Regions from separate parts of the Gasterosteus aculeatus genome. Here region 2 is linked to region 1. The links are chromatin contacts, called in public Hi-C maps. All regions are on one chromosome and are shown on one strand. The core of a region is the stretch at or near the end of the contact, and the rest is flanking DNA. Distances in the headings are between cores, read along the strand shown. Region 1 overlaps msi2b (musashi RNA-binding protein 2b). Region 2 holds the start of msi2b (musashi RNA-binding protein 2b).

The links. Hi-C and Micro-C count contacts between places; a contact is called where the count stands out from the background.
Region 2: a contact with region 1 is called in a Hi-C map of whole body, with 2.6 times the contacts expected there. The contact joins the promoter of msi2b here to the enhancer-like site in region 1. A contact is called at or near these places in 4 of 6 Hi-C or Micro-C datasets (liver, skeletal muscle and whole body).

The regions. Positions count from the first base shown.
Region 1 is chr7:19,518,879-19,522,457 of fGasAcu3.hap1.1, reverse strand. The region is part of intron 6 of msi2b (musashi RNA-binding protein 2b); the gene reads left to right. Among protein-coding and RNA genes, the nearest start is that of msi2b, 79 kb to the left of the region's middle. Within about 2 kb of position 1,452, at least 2 of the 9 cell types and tissues checked have open chromatin away from gene starts, as enhancers often do.
Region 2 is chr7:19,598,110-19,601,801 of fGasAcu3.hap1.1, reverse strand. It overlaps msi2b (musashi RNA-binding protein 2b), which reads left to right and starts at 1,952. Exons shown (of 14, transcript XM_078107409.1): 1 at 1,952-2,197; 2 at 2,593-2,633; 3 at 3,030-3,111; 4 at 3,683-3,692. The coding sequence starts at 2,136.

The DNA of each region.
Region 1 (3,579 bases), core at 203-2,702:
AGCGTTGCCTCAACTTGTTTTTGATAAGCCCACTGCCAGCCCAGCATCACTCCCTTCCAGCTGAACACACATTGTAAAAGCCACCGAGGAGCACTCGTCCCCCTTTTAAAGACAAATTACCCACTGAAATAAAATTACGTAGTTGAAAAAGGCGTGTGTCAAGAGTGAAAATGCATTTCGATTGTGATTGAAAAATTAACCTCACCAAATACATGTGTGTGTGTGTGTGTGTGTGTGGTGTCTGACTCTCGCACAAGCACAGGGGTTTTTCTCCCCCTGGTGGTTTAGGGGAAACCAGCTGTGTCGGATGTGTTTATGATGGACAGGGATATGTTAATGTTCCCTCTCACCGACACTCAGGCCAACTGGTGGGAGTATTGCCCAAGCAGAAATTGTATTTCATTAAAACCCATTGAATTGGCTCGACCAAATTAGTGTCACTTAACATTTTGCCTGTGTTCTTTTTCTTCTTTTTCTTCATGAGTTATCTCTCGGTAGCACAGCAGGACAATCGCATGCCCTCTAAATGCAGCTCCTTTGTCGTACCTGGAAGCAAATCTTCCGACCCTCCACTGTGTCATACAATGGAGATGGTCTGCAGTTAGCTGCTGGTAGCATGTTTGGGTGGAAAAGAGAGAGGGAGGCAGGGGGGAGTTGGGAAGGAAGGGGGGGTCGTAAACACCTTTGAATTTCATTTGAATGTGATACGAGGTGAGCACAAAATGGACAGGCGGTGTCACGCTCAAGTGACGAGTTGATTGCATCGAAGCATCTGCCAAGCAGCTCTTCCAGCTGCCGGCTCGCCGTGTGGATTTGTGTGTGTGAAAAAAAGAAAGTTCCTTCCATTGAATTGGAAGTGAGACTAACATAGAACAGGAGCTGCCATTGCACCCGTGTGTCCTGTTAACCTGCCCTCAATGTGGTTGCATTGCTCAGGGAGCATATGCTAAAATATGAATATAGCATATACGTTTGCATATTGCATCAATTTGATTTTGGCCCAATACAAATACAATGGCCCTTGTATTTGAGCAAATATCTCGTGTGCGCACGTGTTTGTGTCGTGCGTGCGGTTGGTTTTGTTGGTGAAACAGACTTGTGTAGCGAATGTCCCTTTGGGAAGTAATGCCGCGATGAGAAGTTACGCGTCGAGACTCTGTTACATCTTGACAGGCACGTGGAATTCACCCTCGACTTCACTGAAAGAAAGAACTGAGAAATGAGGCGCTCTGAATTTGCTGAATGCATTCCCCGAAACCTGTTGTTATCAGAGCTTTACAGTCGCTGTGTGCTGATGCGGATTTGCCGTCCTTTCACCCAATTTCTATGCAGCCATAGTTTGCCTATTTCAATACATGTACGTACTCGTCAGGGTGTGTGTGTGTGTGTGTGTGTGTTTCCAGTCTCAGTACTGGGACGGCGTCTTAGCCAGTCCCGGTGCAAAGTCCAGCTGCAGCAGTGTTCCCTGATTGTCTTTGTCCTGCCAGCCGAGCTACAGCTGTGCACCGTAGGCTGCGGTGATGCCAATGTGTTTTTGTGCGGGTTGGTGGTGCAGTCATGGCAGCCCCCCCCACCCCCCTCTCCCCTCCCACAGTGTGTGTTATTTACCCGCTTTTAACATCTGCATGATGCAGGCATGGATAACATAGTTGATACTGGATGTCAAGGTTGCAAACATACCACAACAAAATATCCACCTTTTATTATTTTTCAAATGGAGACATGTTGGGAAGTCATCATTGTTTCCTTCAGCAATAAGTACTTCAAAAGAAGAATGCAGAAGGGCACATAATGGTGCCTCGTGTAATTTAGAGAGCAAGAGGTATTTAAACAACATGAGTTCCATCCCACGGCGCAAAAGATTTGAATTAGTAAACTGGCACATGTGTCTGAATTATGTTCTAATGTTGGTTTTAATGTTTAGTTTAGACAAAAAAAAAGAACAATTTGGTTTATGGCTAATTTTCCACCAATAGCGTTCCTTTTTTTAATTAGGAATAATTTAACAAAATTGCCTCGTTGCCATCTGGTTTAAGGACGCAACACATGCAAAAGAGACGCAATCGTCCCGTTCCATAAAGAAGGGACACTTCACAGTGTGAGGAGTCATAACGTGCCGCTGAAGTTGAAGCGGATTTGGTTCTTCAAGTCAAACAAGATTGCTCGCACAAGGTGTTGATCCCATACCCAACAATATGTTTACTCACCCGCCTTGTACAGTGCTCTGTGTAATGCAAGATTTTGTCAATATATTTATATATATACCCAGCATTCATTACTACCTGCCGCCTCACAGACACGCTCCTCTCTCCCACTCGGCCTGGCTGGCTGCCTAGTTGTTGGCAGCTTGCACATGTGGCCAAACTGTAAATCAGATTCAGACTTTCCATTCAAGTGCCCTCCCCGAGGGACTGCCCTGGCCTTTATTCTGACCTTGTGGACCTTTTTATAGGCTTAGAAAAGAGCAGCAGCAGGGAGATAGCGTCATAGTTCACACAGAAATGAAGAGTTGAGTCTCTTACCTTTTGATTAAAATCTGACCTCGTGGCATTTTCAGAAAATTTGTGAATTTGAGGTGAACTTGTTTTTTTTGGTCTAACATTTCAGCGTACACTGTAAATTATCCAGTTTTTTGAAGTTGGTAATTCTCTCTTGTGTGCTTTAGGTTTGTTGCAAGCGATACTCTCTTTCAGTGCTGAGCCCCTGTTTTGGTCCTTTGCTGCTAAACCCCCCCCCCCATCCCCTCCGTCCCCCTCCCAGCGCAGCTGAGGCTCGGAAAGAGAGTTTGGCAGGGCTCAAGCTGTTCAGCCCCCCCTCCACTCCCCCCTCTATCTATCCCCGCTCTATCTCTTCTCTCCATCACACCTGATTGCATTTGACAAATGCCCCTATTGGCTCCATATCATCAGGTGCAGTGGAGGCAGCCTAAGACTATATTACTCTGCCCATACACCACATCTGTTCTCCATTTTGCATGGCTGACACACTCGCTTCTGCAAGGCTCGAAAGGGGCCAAGGCCCCTGTCAGTGGAACAGCTTCATGAGCCGCAGGTTGCATCGGCTGGGGGAAGTCCTGGCGAGTGCGTTGGACATGGCCGCTGTCAACGCTAATCTTTTAGAAGATGTGGACCAGGCACAAGAGGCACAGTTATTCACCATGGGAGTGAAAAAAAAATCTATATTTCATGGTCCCAACTATTCTATTGACTGACACAATAAGGGAGGGTTTGAATTGGACCTGGAGAATTTGTCAATAATTCCCCCACCCCCGTTGATCACCAAACTGCGGTTTTTCCACCCGTCTTCCACGTTTACCTGTGAAACATTTACTTGCTAGCTGATTACGAAACACAGATTTTGAAAGTGACCTTAAGGAGATTTAGGCACACGGAGGGGGGCGCTGATGGCCCGTCACGGCCGGGGTCTCATCAGCAGGACTGCAGGTAGGGTTGGCACAGTCGTCACCATGGGATGACAAGGTCGGGTCAAATGAGCTGCCCCCTCCCGTGCTACACAAAGAAGAGGCGGAGTAGAAAGGCGGCGCATGGGGGGGGGGGAACTCTCCTTTACCTCGACTCC
Region 2 (3,692 bases), core at 703-3,202, 79 kb before region 1:
GATGTTACCTTTCTGTCACGTTTGACTTTGCACTCTTCACGGAGCAACAACAGCAAAGAGAAAAGCATTGATAACAATGTTCAAAAGGCGGAATAATGCACAACCCCACTGTGGAACCGGAGACCCCAGTGTTTTTATTTGAGCATAAAACAAGTTGCTCTTCATGTGTTAAATCCACTGTATTTTTGCACACCTTGTGATCGTTTTAAAGCGTGTTGTTCTACAGAGCTCATATTCCTGCATCAATTTATAGCCTCCCTCATTCTTCTCTCTCTTTCTATCTCTGCTGCTGCATGAGTGGATGCAATTTTTTCTCCTTATCCACCGTCACGTTGGAGGCACATGCTGTAGGGTACCGTCACACATTTGACAACTTTTGAAACTTGCAACAGCAATATAATCTTAAATGTTTCACTAAATGACATGGAACAGAAAAATGGTGCGTAGAAGGTAAGTAAAGTGACAAATCTTCATTTTCTTTGAGACTCCGGAGCTACAAGGACTGGCCACCATTTGCCTCCATTAATTTGTTTCACAGATAAAGACAGTCACAACGTGGGGTGTCCCCAAACTAATGACAGAGTCCTAGCTGTTAAACTGTCAAAAGTCATGTTATTTGTGGTTTATCTTAGTCATTGTTTCAAAAACATGCTGCTTGGCTAGATAAGAAATCCCCTCTGGTAGTGCCCCGAACAGTCAGCACAGACGGGCCTGTTAAAAAAAGAAAACTGTGAATAATGAAACAGGATCACTAGTCACGTTTCACGCGGAGCTTGGGACGTTTTGTTGTAATTATTCTTGTGCCACGACAAATGGAAAGTGCATTTATAGAGAATGTATTGTCTTTTTGTCTATCGAGTTCTGTGAGCGGAAATGTGGCGCGGATGCAAGAAAATGTATAATGCATAATTTAAAGCATAATTTGTACATGAGATTTCCTTTTCTTGTATTCTATAGATAGCACTGTGTAAGAAAATGTGTACCGAAAACATATATTAACCCACCGTGAAATGTTGTGCACGTTTGTTTACACATTCCTTTCTTTGCCTTCCTCGTCTTCTTCCTCGGGGTCACCAGAGGGCAGAGGCAGATTATCTCAACATGCCAGCTCTGCCCCCTTGCAGCTCATTACAGGTAATCTACATTAAAAAATGGCTAATCAATCCACTGCATGTATAGATAACTGTATTGATGTCTGCTGGTTATTCTTTGTTGGCTTTCATAAAGGTTCACCTCAATGCCTAATGTGTGTTGGGCACCTTTTAACTCATTTCGAATTCTGATACTCTGCATATTCTGAGCTGTAACTTAAACATATTTAAATGTACATGTTGTTGTTTATATTAACATTATAACATTGCATTGTTGATGCTGTAGCATTGCATTGATCCTTTTTAGAGCTGAAAGGACCATTAAATGTACACCAAGATAAGATGGGTTAAATGACCTTAATAAAAATCATCTCCAATGTGAATATGCTGTGTCATCTGTGTGAATCACCATTTTAAAGTCATAAAGTGCAGAATTTCATTTCAAATATTTAATAATTGTAAAACCCTTGCAAGCCATATACAATCAGGATCGTTTCAATATTAACATGTATGAGGAATTAACCCATTATCTTCGCTTCTGTCTGAGGGACGATATTGCGCGTCGGAGGAATAACAAGTTATTAAATTAGTACAAAGTAATCTTTGTAAAGGCTCACCTGTCGGCGGGATTATAATAAGCAAACATCGCTAATTAAGAGGACCCTTTCTTGGACAGAGCTTTTTTTAATTTATTTTTTTATTTAAATGCTATGTGTCCATTGATTTAGAAGAGCATTAAGCCACTTTCACCTCCAGTGGCTTAGTGCTTAATTAAATGACAAATCGGAGGATTGGTTTGCAGATTGCCTGAATTGACGTCAATTGGATTGGTTAGGTGACAGAGGCAGGCTCCGCCCCCTGTGGGCCAAGGTAGCGCGTGCTGAGAGAGGGAGGGAGGGAGCAGGGGGCTGAGCTGATCCCACGTGTGACGCTTTCATTCCCGGCTCAGTAATATTCTCATAGCGGGGCTTTGCATATCTCCTGCCCGTATCTGTGTGTGTCTGTCACTGTTACTGTAGTCCCAGCCTATAGTTTGAAATAGATATGGAAGCAGACGGGAGTCAAGCCACATCCGGAAGCCTAAATGATTCACAACATGACCCGGGGTAAGAATCTTTCCAAACGTATTCTACGGTCCGTTTTTTTTTTTTTGTTTGTTTTGTTTTGTTGCTTTTTTTTTCTTTCTTTCTTTCACGTTACAACATCTTAAGCGAGGACTTCGACTGCCGTGCTGGATTCGTCCCCCCACAGTACGCACTTAAACCGTGCACGGGTCCGTTTCCACGTTCAGTTGAAAGCCCCCCCTTCAGCTTTTGTAGCGAGAGTGTCCCCCCCCCCCCTTTTATGTAGCGAGACTATATCTATATTTATACATTTGCTAAGCGCCAGCGCGTTTCCACAGTCTCGCTTTTATCCCTTAAGGTCGCTTTTAGAAGTAGTTAGTCGTCAAAATGGCCGAACTGACATCTGGACTCACTTCTGTTGTGTTTTCCCCTTACAGTAAAATGTTTATCGGTGGCCTCAGCTGGCAAACCTCACCAGGTGAGACACTGTTGTTCTCTGTTCCGCCGTGTCCCGGTATTCCGTGTTGTTTTGTCGCTGTGACTGAGTGCTCGTTTGTGGCCGCGGCGGCGGCGGCGGGTGTAATGTGCGAATGTGCACCGTGCAGCAGTGTACTGTACGGGATATCTCACTAGTGTGTGTGTGTGCGTGTGTGTGTGTGCGCACCATGTTATTCTTGATCTCCGTCCACATGAAGTCCTCTATTCGACCCCTATGCGCATCGCGGGGTTTTTCTTTTTAAATGTTGTATTACTGTGTGTGTGTGTGTTCTTGTTTGAAATGCAGTGACAACAGCATAGCCATATGTTTCTGTCAAATAACACCCCCCCCCCCTCTCTCCCCTTCCCCGACATGTTTTTTGTTCTCTATCCACAGACAGCCTTAGAGACTATTTTAGTAAATTCGGAGAAATAAGAGAATGTATGGTGATGAGAGACCCCACGACAAAACGCTCAAGGTAAAAACGCCGGGCTTTTCCTCCTACTTTTCCCCTCCCCGGTGCATGTGACGGTATCGCTCACTTTGCCCGTGTTAATCCGCCGTGCATGTGTTGTGTCCGTGTGTGTGTGTGCGTGCGCGCGCGCGTATGTGTGTGTCGCTGTGTCCGCGCCTGCGTGTGGTTTCCCAGCGAGCCAGATAAGCTTAAACGCTCACTGCTGTAAAGCTGCAGCCGCCTGCAATTTGACATTGACTTTGTGACTGCACCGCAATGTTGGTGTGCCGTCGTCTCCCGTCGTAACGACCCGCCGCGCGCTCCGTCTCTGTTCCGGATCGGCCACAGGACGGACCGGCACGCTCTCCTTTTTGGTTGTTATTTAATTTTTTTATTATTATATATATTTTGTACATGTTTGCTCGGAAAATATCTTAAGGATAATAAGGTCACGTGAAAAAGCATGCACAGTGTTGTCTCTGCCGTGGTTTTAGTATTTGCACGTGAACTAACATGTATTGCAGAAACATATTTTGCAGCGTGTGCATTTCTGACGTTCTCCTTCTGTGTCTTTTTTTTTTTTTTTTTTTTGCAGAGGATTTGGG